2 separate regions of the Sus scrofa genome follow, and region 1 is linked to region 2. Evidence: chromatin contacts called from public HiChIP or PLAC-seq data. All regions are on one chromosome and are shown on one strand. The core of a region is the stretch at or near the end of the contact, and the rest is flanking DNA. Distances in the headings are between cores, read along the strand shown.

Evidence for each region. HiChIP or PLAC-seq counts read pairs in DNA pulled down with a chosen protein or histone mark.
Region 1: a contact with region 2 is called in an H3K27ac HiChIP or PLAC-seq map of alveolar macrophages. The contact joins the promoter of LOC733579 here to the promoter of LOC110255360 in region 2. A contact is called at or near these places in 1 of 5 promoter capture datasets (fetal liver) and 1 of 2 datasets of contacts at active chromatin or transcription factors (alveolar macrophages).

Annotation. Positions count from the first base shown.
Region 1 is chr9:4,167,439-4,171,931 of Sscrofa11.1, reverse strand. It overlaps LOC733579 (tripartite motif protein TRIM5), which reads left to right and starts at 1,699. Exons shown (of 8, transcript NM_001044532.1): 1 at 1,699-1,877.
Region 2 is chr9:2,930,106-2,934,760 of Sscrofa11.1, reverse strand. LOC110255360 (interferon-induced very large GTPase 1-like) reads right to left here and starts at 3,313. Exons shown (of 3, transcript XM_021062326.1): 1 at 3,125-3,313.

The DNA.
Region 1 (4,493 bases), core at 450-2,949, 1.2 Mb before region 2:
GCAGGGCAAACGCTACTGCAGTGAGTAAAGGTGCAGCACGTGGCTGGGTCCCCGTGTCTTTTGGCATTTTCATTTCCAGCTCTTTTCCCCTGTACTTATGGGGTAGAGTAGATGCAAACTATTATATTTAGAATGGGTAAGCCATCAGGTCCTACTGTACAGCTCAGGAAACTTCCAGTCTCTTGTGACGGAACATGATGGAAGATAATATGGGAAAAAGAAGGTATATCTATGCACGGCTGGGTCATTTTGCCGTACAGCAGAAATTAGCACAATACTGTAAATCAACTATATTTTAATTAAAAACGAGAAAAAAATAAAAAAATAAAAATAAACGTCTATAGGAAATGAGAAAAAAGAAATATATTTGTCTAAGGACCGGAGAAGAGCTAAAGCCCAGCTGAAGGAGGCCGGCAGGGCCGAAAAGTACAAATTCTTCCTCCTTCCACATTTTTGTTCTCTTCAGGCCCTTAGCAAATCGGCCCTTGCCCACCCACCTTGCGGACAGCAAACGACCTTACTGAGGGCACAGATGCAATTCTAATCTCATCTGGAAATGACACCCTCCCAGACACACCCAGAAAGCCGGTTGCATCTGGGAAGCCAATGATCCGGGCGAGTGGACTCCTAAAGTCAACCATCACACACATTTTCCTGCTGCCTTTTTATTACTCTAAGATCATGGGGATTATATGTTACATATTAGATGACGCAGCCCAGCAAATGGCACTTCATACAGTGTCATCTTTTTCAGCCTATTTAGCAAAAGGGTCCATGTGGCCACATGGCCTCCAGCTTCTGAAAGTCAGCTTTGGTGCCTTCCCACTCTGTGGTGGCCCCGCTAATGGGACCTGCCAGGACCCGGACTGGCCAGATTGGCTTAGTTCAGCTGGTGGACACATGCCGGGAGAGGGTGAGCCAGCACGGTTGCCTCCCGTGAGCCTAAGCCCTGAGTGCGGGTCTTCACTGGGTGAGGGGGGTACTTTCCTCCCCCTCTTGACAGATCGTGTGTAAAGACACAAGGCAAGGGGCTTGCGTGTGAAACTGCGTTGCTCAGGATGTCTCGTTATCCCGCGGATGGGTTAGTCTGAGGAGCCATGGGAACAACCTTCCGGGAGTAGCGCTGAGCTAAGGATAAAAATGCAGCCACTGGGGAGTTCCCGCTGTGGTACAGTGGGTTAAGAATCTTATAGCAGGAGTTCCCATTGTGGTGCAGCAGAAAAGAATCCGACCAGTATCCGTGAGGACGTGGGTTCAGTCCCTGGCCTCGCTCAGTGGGTCAGGGATCTGGTGTGGCCGTGAGCTGTGGTGCAAGAGAGCAGCTGTAGCTCTGATTCAAACCCTAGAGTGGGAACCTCCATATGCTGCAGGTGCAGCCCAAAAAGCAAAAAAAAAAAAAAAGAAAAACGAAAAAAGCAAAAAAGAATCCCATAGCAGCTTCTCAGGTCCCTGTGGCATGGGTATGGGTGGCAGGGCTGTGGCTCGGATTCAGGCCCTGACCTGGGAATTTCATGTGCTGTGGGTGTGGCCATAAACAAAACAACAACAGCAGCAGCAACAACAAAACCAGCCTGTGGCCCAGGCTCAGGCGCAAAAGCCTTGTCAAGTCTCAGGGACCCTCTGGGGAGGCCTGGCTTTGTCCTCTTGCTATACAGTTTCTCTTCTCCTTTCCTGCCCAAGCTCCACCTCCTAGAATTTAACTTTCGTTTTCCTTCAGCTGCCGCGGCAGGTCTTCTGGGTGGAGCCCGAGGTCAGTGAGTGGATCTGAGCCCATCTGCCCAGGCCCTCCGGTCCTTCTTCTCAGTATTGAAGAACACTGAGTGGTTGGTGGAAGGCAGAGTTGGGGAGACTCCGGAGGAAAACCTGAAGCTGCTTGGGTGAGTTGAACGGTTGTCTGGAGGCCGTTCCAGAGGGTGGAAAAAGCCCAGCTTGCAGGCTTCCTGCTGAGAGCAAGGCCGGACTGAAGGGCCCTCTGGGGGAGGGCGAGGCTTACAGGAAGGGAGGGGGGAAGGCAAGCCAGGCTTTGCTTGTTCCACGGAGGGACTGTGCATTTATCCAGGCCGGATCTACCCACCTGGCCTTCCTGGTCTGTACATGTGAATATGGCACCTTGCTGAAGACAGCCGGCATCCTTGACTGTTCAGAGCGAGAATGTGCCAGGAACCAGGGCAGGGGGGTCTTTGAGTCCTGATGGGTTAGTCCGTTGGTGTGACAGCATTTGCGCGGCGGGGGGGGGGGGTGGATTGGTTTCCATCCTCTTGGCCCCTCCGTGCTCGGGAGCCTAGTGGTGTGACTGTGGGCAGCTCTGCAGCCTCTTCTGTGTTCATGGGCTGGGACTTGAGGGGGATGAGAAATAATGGGAAGCCCCACCACCACAGGGGGAAGTAGCTCGCATCATGAACTGATAAAATGTCTGTCTCTGACCTTATTACTTATCAGTGGGTGACCTGGATGGTCGGCTTTGCAGCCAGGGGCGAACTAGGTGTTGCTTCTAGGCTATTTTCAGTATCTGCACCTTTAGCTAGCGTCTATTTCCCGTCCGTGTGCAGCCTCGTTCTTTGTCAGGGGCCCTTCCTGTGCAATGAACAGGGCACACAGGGAGACTCTCCGTAGTCTCGGTGTATCTCTATGTAGTTTCCATAGGTTCTCCTTTCCTTGTGCAGAAGAGCGAACTTTATCATTTGTCTCACACTGGAGTTCTTTCTTCTACCATTGAGCATGGGCAGCCGTCAAGACGTGAATATCTTCTGAGATCCCCCCTCTCTGTGTTGATGGTTTCTTAGCCTCATTTTCCTGGAGCCTCTGACAGAATTTCTCAACCTAGAAATTCAAGCTCCTCCTATTGAGTCCAGGTTGGAAAACGAACATGCTTGTAACTGTCATTCCGTGGTACCCACTCTAACCGACCACCAGCCGTGGTTTCCAATCGGGATTGCCGATCCTGCCCATGTAACCTCAAAAGACGTGAACTGCCAGGTTCCCTCGGGTTGACCCGGGGTTGCAGGACAGGAGGCACAGCAATGGCATGGCTGCCTCAGGTGAGCTCTCAGAGATGGTGCTTAAGTGGGTCAGGAGGTGAGTTTTCCCAGTCATCACAGCTTTGTAGGAAATAGACCAGATGCTTGTGTAACCAACTACTGGAGGTTAGAGAGGCCTAGTCCTGCGAAGGATGGGTTGCGTGGCCTCACAGCATGAGCACAGTTTCCAGGGGCTGACCTTTTCTTTCCCAAAAAAGACAGATTTGGCGGTAAGAGTCATAATCCTCTTGTGAAAAAAGGTCTACACTTGCCCACTGGCCTTTAAGATCTATATAGTCTTTGTAGCCCAAACGCACGTCACACATCAGGCTTGTTGTATTATCAACCATGTGGCCTCAAAGGCCACCGATCGTCCACTTGACTGTCACCCAGTAGGTTTCCAAGAAAAACAAAACAAATGAACAAAAGTTACGAGGAAGAGGGTAAACGCCAGTGTTATCTTTCCTGATGGGAAGAGTGAGCCCAGGCCTGAATTTAACCTTGTTCCCCCCCATGGACTCCAACACCCAGTCCCGTCCTTTTATATCTCTTCTGTCTCATCTGCTTCGCTGCATTGGCTTCCTCACCCCCCCGCCCCAGACGCTCACCAGCTCTGCCCTGAGCAGCTGTGCCTGCGTCCCACTCACCTTCCCAGCTCCACAATGGGACCGTCTAAGATCACAGCTCAAACATACTGCTAGTTAATGCCCCTACCTGTCTCCGGGGGGGAGACATTGATAACGTCCCCTTGCTCTTGGAAAAGAGTTTTTAAGTGGTACATAATTTAGTAAGCATCATATTTAAGGCCACTGTAGGCACTTGTGATACCAAAGGCCTGGGCCTTTTGTGCACACCAGCCACACTGGCATTTTGAAACGCCTGCAAGATGATATGTTTTCCAGCAACAGGTCGTTTCTTCGACCTAATATGTTTCTTCCTCACTCAGTCTTTGATTCCTTCATCTTTCTCTACCTTCAATTCAGTCGTTGCGTTTTCAAGTTGGAATTCTTGGATAATCCCTTATTTCCCCCACCCCCATCATCTGATCTCTGAACAACGTCAATCTAGTAGCATTTTCCACATCTGCTCTTTTGTATATGGACAGCCGAGCTTTAATCTACTACTAGTTTCCAGGTGAATCTCAGGTTAATAGTGGTTTACACCCTCTGTTGAGACTCGTCTTTCTGTTTATGGCTCTTGGTCCATTTGCCAGCATGGCATTCTTCTCAATGAGCATTTGTTAAGTGACCTTGTCTAATACTTGGAGGCTTTTTTTCTCGAGACCAGCATTCATTTCATCTGTAGTTCTGGTTTTTTTAAACACATCTGATGGACTTGATCTCATGAGGTCATTTATACCGTCTCCCTGCCCACTCTCCTTACGCATCTTTAGCCTCCTGTCGGTGTCGTTGGCGTGTTTCCAGGCCAAAGTGAGATCCATATCTACACATTCAAGACTTACCATTATCTTCCAGC
Region 2 (4,655 bases), core at 2,064-4,563:
TATGGAAGTTCCGAGGCTAGGGGTTGAATCAGAGCCGTAGCCACCAGCCTACACCACAGCCACAGCAACGCGGGATCCGAGCTGCGTCTGCAACCCACACCACAGCTCACGGCAACGCCTGATCCTTAACCCACTGAGCAAGGCCAGGGATCGAACCTGCATCCGTATGGATGCTCGTCAGATTCGTTTCCGCTGCATCACGATGGGAACTCTGCATGTGCATTTTTTTAAAAAAAAAGTGAAAGAAAGAAGTCATTACATTGTTTGATTTTAAGACTTACCATAAAGCTACCATGAACAAGATGGTATTTATGAAGACGGATATAGGTCAATGGAAATGAAATAGTACAGATTCTAGAAATATGCTCCTTTATATATGTTACATTGATTTTCAAAGGGAAAAGGAAATCTATTCAACAAACAGTGCTACTAGGACCTCTGGGTATCCATTAGGAGACACGTGAACATTCACCCTGCTTTACACCACTCCCAAAATAACTCCAAGTAGAACAAAGGCTTAAATGTAAAAGCTAAACTATTCTACTTCTGGAAGAAAACAGAGTGAAAAAAATTCATGGCCTTGCAGTGAGCAAAACTGTCTTTGGACACTAAAATCATGAATCAGAAAAGAAAAAATTGATCAATTAGACCTAACCAAAGTGAAGAAAATTTTGCTCTCTGAAAAGCACATTAGGAAAATTAAAAGGCTAGCTGAAGAATAGAAGAAAATATTTTCTTTTTTTTCTTTCTTTCTTTCCTTCTTTTTTTTTTTTTTTTTTTTGTCTTTTTGCTATTTCTTGGGCCGCTCCCACCGGCATATGGAGGTTCCCAGGCTAGGGGTCCAGTCGGAGCTGTAGCTGCCAGCCTATGCCAGAGCCACAGCAACGTGGGATCCAAACCGTGTCTGCAACCTACACCACAGCTCACGGCAACGCCGGATCCTTAACCCACTGAGCGAGGGCTGGGATGGAACCCGCACCTCATGGTTCCTAGTCGGATTCGTTAACCACTGTGCCACGACGGGAAATCCAGAAAATATTTTCAATGCATATATCTGACAAAGGACTGGTATCTAGGTTCTGTAGATTCTTATAGTTAATAAAATGTGAGATAATGCAGAAAGAAAGGGGCAGAGTTTGAATAGACAAGGAAATGGTACACACTCATCAGAAAGGCTCAAGTAAAAAGACTAACAATATCAAGTAGCAGGAGGGGGTACAGAGCAGCTAGAACATGCATCACTGTTGGAGGTAACCACTTTTTTTTGGGGGGTGCACCCAGGGGATGCAGAAGTTCTTAGGGCCAGACATCAAAGGCAAGCCACAGCAGTGACAATGCTGATCCGTAACTGTTAGGCCACCAGGGAGTTCCCATTAGTAACCCCTTTAAAAACTTGTTTGGCAATTCTTAAGAAGTGAAACATGCATATACCACACAATTCAGACACTTCACTACTAGATACCTATCTAAGAAAACCGAAAATGTATGTCCACGCAATGATTTATGTATGGATTTCACAGCAGCTTTTCTCATAACAGCCAAAAAACTGGAAGTACCCTAAATGTCCATAAAGGGCTATCACCAGAGATAACTTTTTATATCAGAGAGGTGTTTGTCTGCATGGCATGGTAAACATTTTTTACCAGTCCTGTGCTGGTCTCTCCTCTTCCTGTGAATTGCCATCCTCCCCTTTGAAGCTTCCTTCTCCTTAGCTCAGGATGGTACGTAAGCCTCAATTGCCTGAGTGCCTTTGACCTTCCTGTTTTGGCGGGGTTCCTGTGAGCATGTAATTAAATTTGGCTTTTTCCTGTTAATGTCTTTTTTTTTTTGTCTTTTTGCCATTTTCTTGGGCCGCTCCCGCGGCACAAGGAGGTTCCCAGGCTAGGGGTCCAATCGGAGCTGTAGCCACTGGCCTACACCAGAGCCACAGCAACGCGGGATCCGAGCCGCGTCTGCAACCCACACCACAGCTCACGGGAACGCCTGATCCTTAACCCACTGAGGAGGCCAGGGATCGAATCTGCAACCTCATGGTTCCTAGTTGGATTCGTTAACCACTGAGCCACGACGGGAACGCCTTCCTGTTAATGTCTTATATCAGTTCAGTTGTTAGACTAGCCAAAAGAAATCTAGAAGGGAATTTCTTTCCCTCCGCTATAACATATTACAGGAGTGCTTCCCAGGACCCTATACCCCTAAACAATTCAAGTTTCTTATTTGTGAAGCCTTCCATTCATCTTCCAGATGGCGTTAATAGCCCTCTTCTCTGTGCTTACCATAGCACCTGTTCCTTACATGAATCATAGGACAGTGTGAAACTTTTCCTGAATCCTTTACTCCTGGAAAGCAGTGATGGTTAAGGAAGTCCATCCACCCTTTGTGTTCTAAGAATTAGCTTATCGCAAAGACCCGCTGCTGCTCCCCGTAAGACTTAGATGAGACTCACGCACGTGTCCCTTTATTTCTTATCTTGAGGCCAGACGCAGACCTTTGAAGTCCCATTCTTGGACTCAGAAAGGATTAGCTGAGCTGTTTGCCCCCCGATCAATTAAAAGGTGCTTGAAACTAAACATAAGTAAAGCTTCTCTCCTTTCTCTAGTCCCCTTAATTTGACCCCCATCTCCTGACCCAGCATGCAACCTCCCCTTCGTGATTCTTCCTAAGAGTACAACAGCCCCTGATCATCTCACTACCTAGAGGTATGTTCTTTGATGCCCCTTTCCCATAGTGGGAGAAAATTCCTTCTGCCTGGCCTTTGAGATGCTTGCAGCTCTATGTTTGTTTTATTTATTGCACTGGTCTCCTTCCCCGTATTGCAATAATTCTCTGAAAGTCCCTTTTTCCCTGTCTAGATTTATTTTTATTTTTAGTATGAATTACCAAATTGTTTAATTTACCAAGCTGTCTTTCAATAGCGCACTCCCTTTCCACCAGATTCGGAGCTGCTTATTGGAGTCCTGAGAATGCCAGATTCTATTTCTGATCATGCCTTAATCTGCCTGTGTTTCCTGGGTTTCTGACGGTCTCTATGCCTGTTTCCATCGAGCTCTGTTTCTGGTTTGGTCTCTGAGTATGTTGTTTTCTCTCTCTGTCTACCTCATTTCCCTCCTTCGCCGTCACCTACCTGTCTTCTTGAAGCCAAGCTCCTGTCCTCAAGGTGCTCCAAAGAGACTAGAGAGAAAGCAGAGAAGGTTCCTTCCTGGAGTCTGGGAGTTTGCAGGCTGAAATCTCCAGCCTAGACTTTCAGCGCCCTCTGTGCTGACAGAGCCTTATTTATCCTCCAAGCCAGAAGTGAAAAACTGGTTTCACTTTTGCTTTTTTTGTCCTAAAAAAAAATCAGCTGATTTAAAGGAATCGGTTGCTGTTTATTTATTTATTTATTTATGTTATGATTCCTAGGTGTTGAAATTACTGCAAATGGAAGAGTAATGGTGTGTGTGTGTGTGTGTGTGTGTGTGTGTGTGTGTGTGAGAGAGAGAGAGAGAGAGAGAGAGAGAGAGAGAGAAGAGAGAGGGAATGGTGGGGTGGGGTGAATTCTGCATGAAGAGCATGGCAGAAACAAGATTGGGAAAGAATTTGGGAGAAGAGATGCGGGCACATTAGGCTGTCTTCCTCAGGGAACCTGCTGTAACTCTTTTTAGTTCTCAAGCCAGTCACCGGAGGACAAACAGGGAAGCATGTGCCCAGGGCTCGTGAAACTTGTTCCTCTCTATTTCCCATAAAAGACCTTCTTGCTAGACTTAGCTGTTTTCCTTGTGGTTGATCTGAAAATTAACAAATTTCCAACAGTGTTTAGATTTGGACGATTCAGCATTAAAGGGAGCTAACTCTTGAAAGCAGTTTGTGTGTTTATGGTGGGAAAGAGAATTTCACTCTTCCGTTTCCTATTAGAGTTTTTAGTAATGTTAAAAATCTGACTGTTTTCTCTCACACCTAAATCCTATGTAAAGCATTATGTTTCATTGACTATTAAATTTCTCCATGATCTAATTCATTATAATGTTGCTTATAGATCAGTACCTCCTGCTTCCTTGTTCTTCTATTTTAAGCTTTCCAGGTCTGACACATGTAGTCTTCCGGGTAAACCCACATTCATCTTCTCCAGTTCTCCGGGAAGTCCTACCCATATCACCCCATAATTCCCCCTCCTGCTCCCAGTACACCTGCAAAACTCCAACTGCGTGGACCGCTCCCGATCGCTTCACGGCTGTCCTCTCAGAGCATTTATCACACTCGCACAGTGCTCCCACCACAGGTGCTGCGTGGTAGCCCTCGATGGTCTCTTACATCCTCCCATCCCCCAAACCTCAAACATCCTACCTCCCTGTGCTCCAACCAGTTGGGGGGGGGGCGGGGTCAGTCTTATTCATCTTTATACCCCAGACATGAAATATATAGATGAACAAAATGTATGGTGATTAAGTAAGGAAATTAGCTTATCTTGCTGAGCTTGTTTCCTCAGTTATATGTGCGGATATTAATAGGTATTTTAGTGAGTTGACATGAGGCACAAAGAAGGTATAGGGGGGCTGGCATGGTGTCCTTCCAATAAGACTTATTTTTTCCCACTTTTAGATTAAGAGCATAGCTGTTTTCTAATAAGCAAGAGTTTTAATGTCTGTCATTAGTTTGAGTTCAGGATCCGACAGTTACTG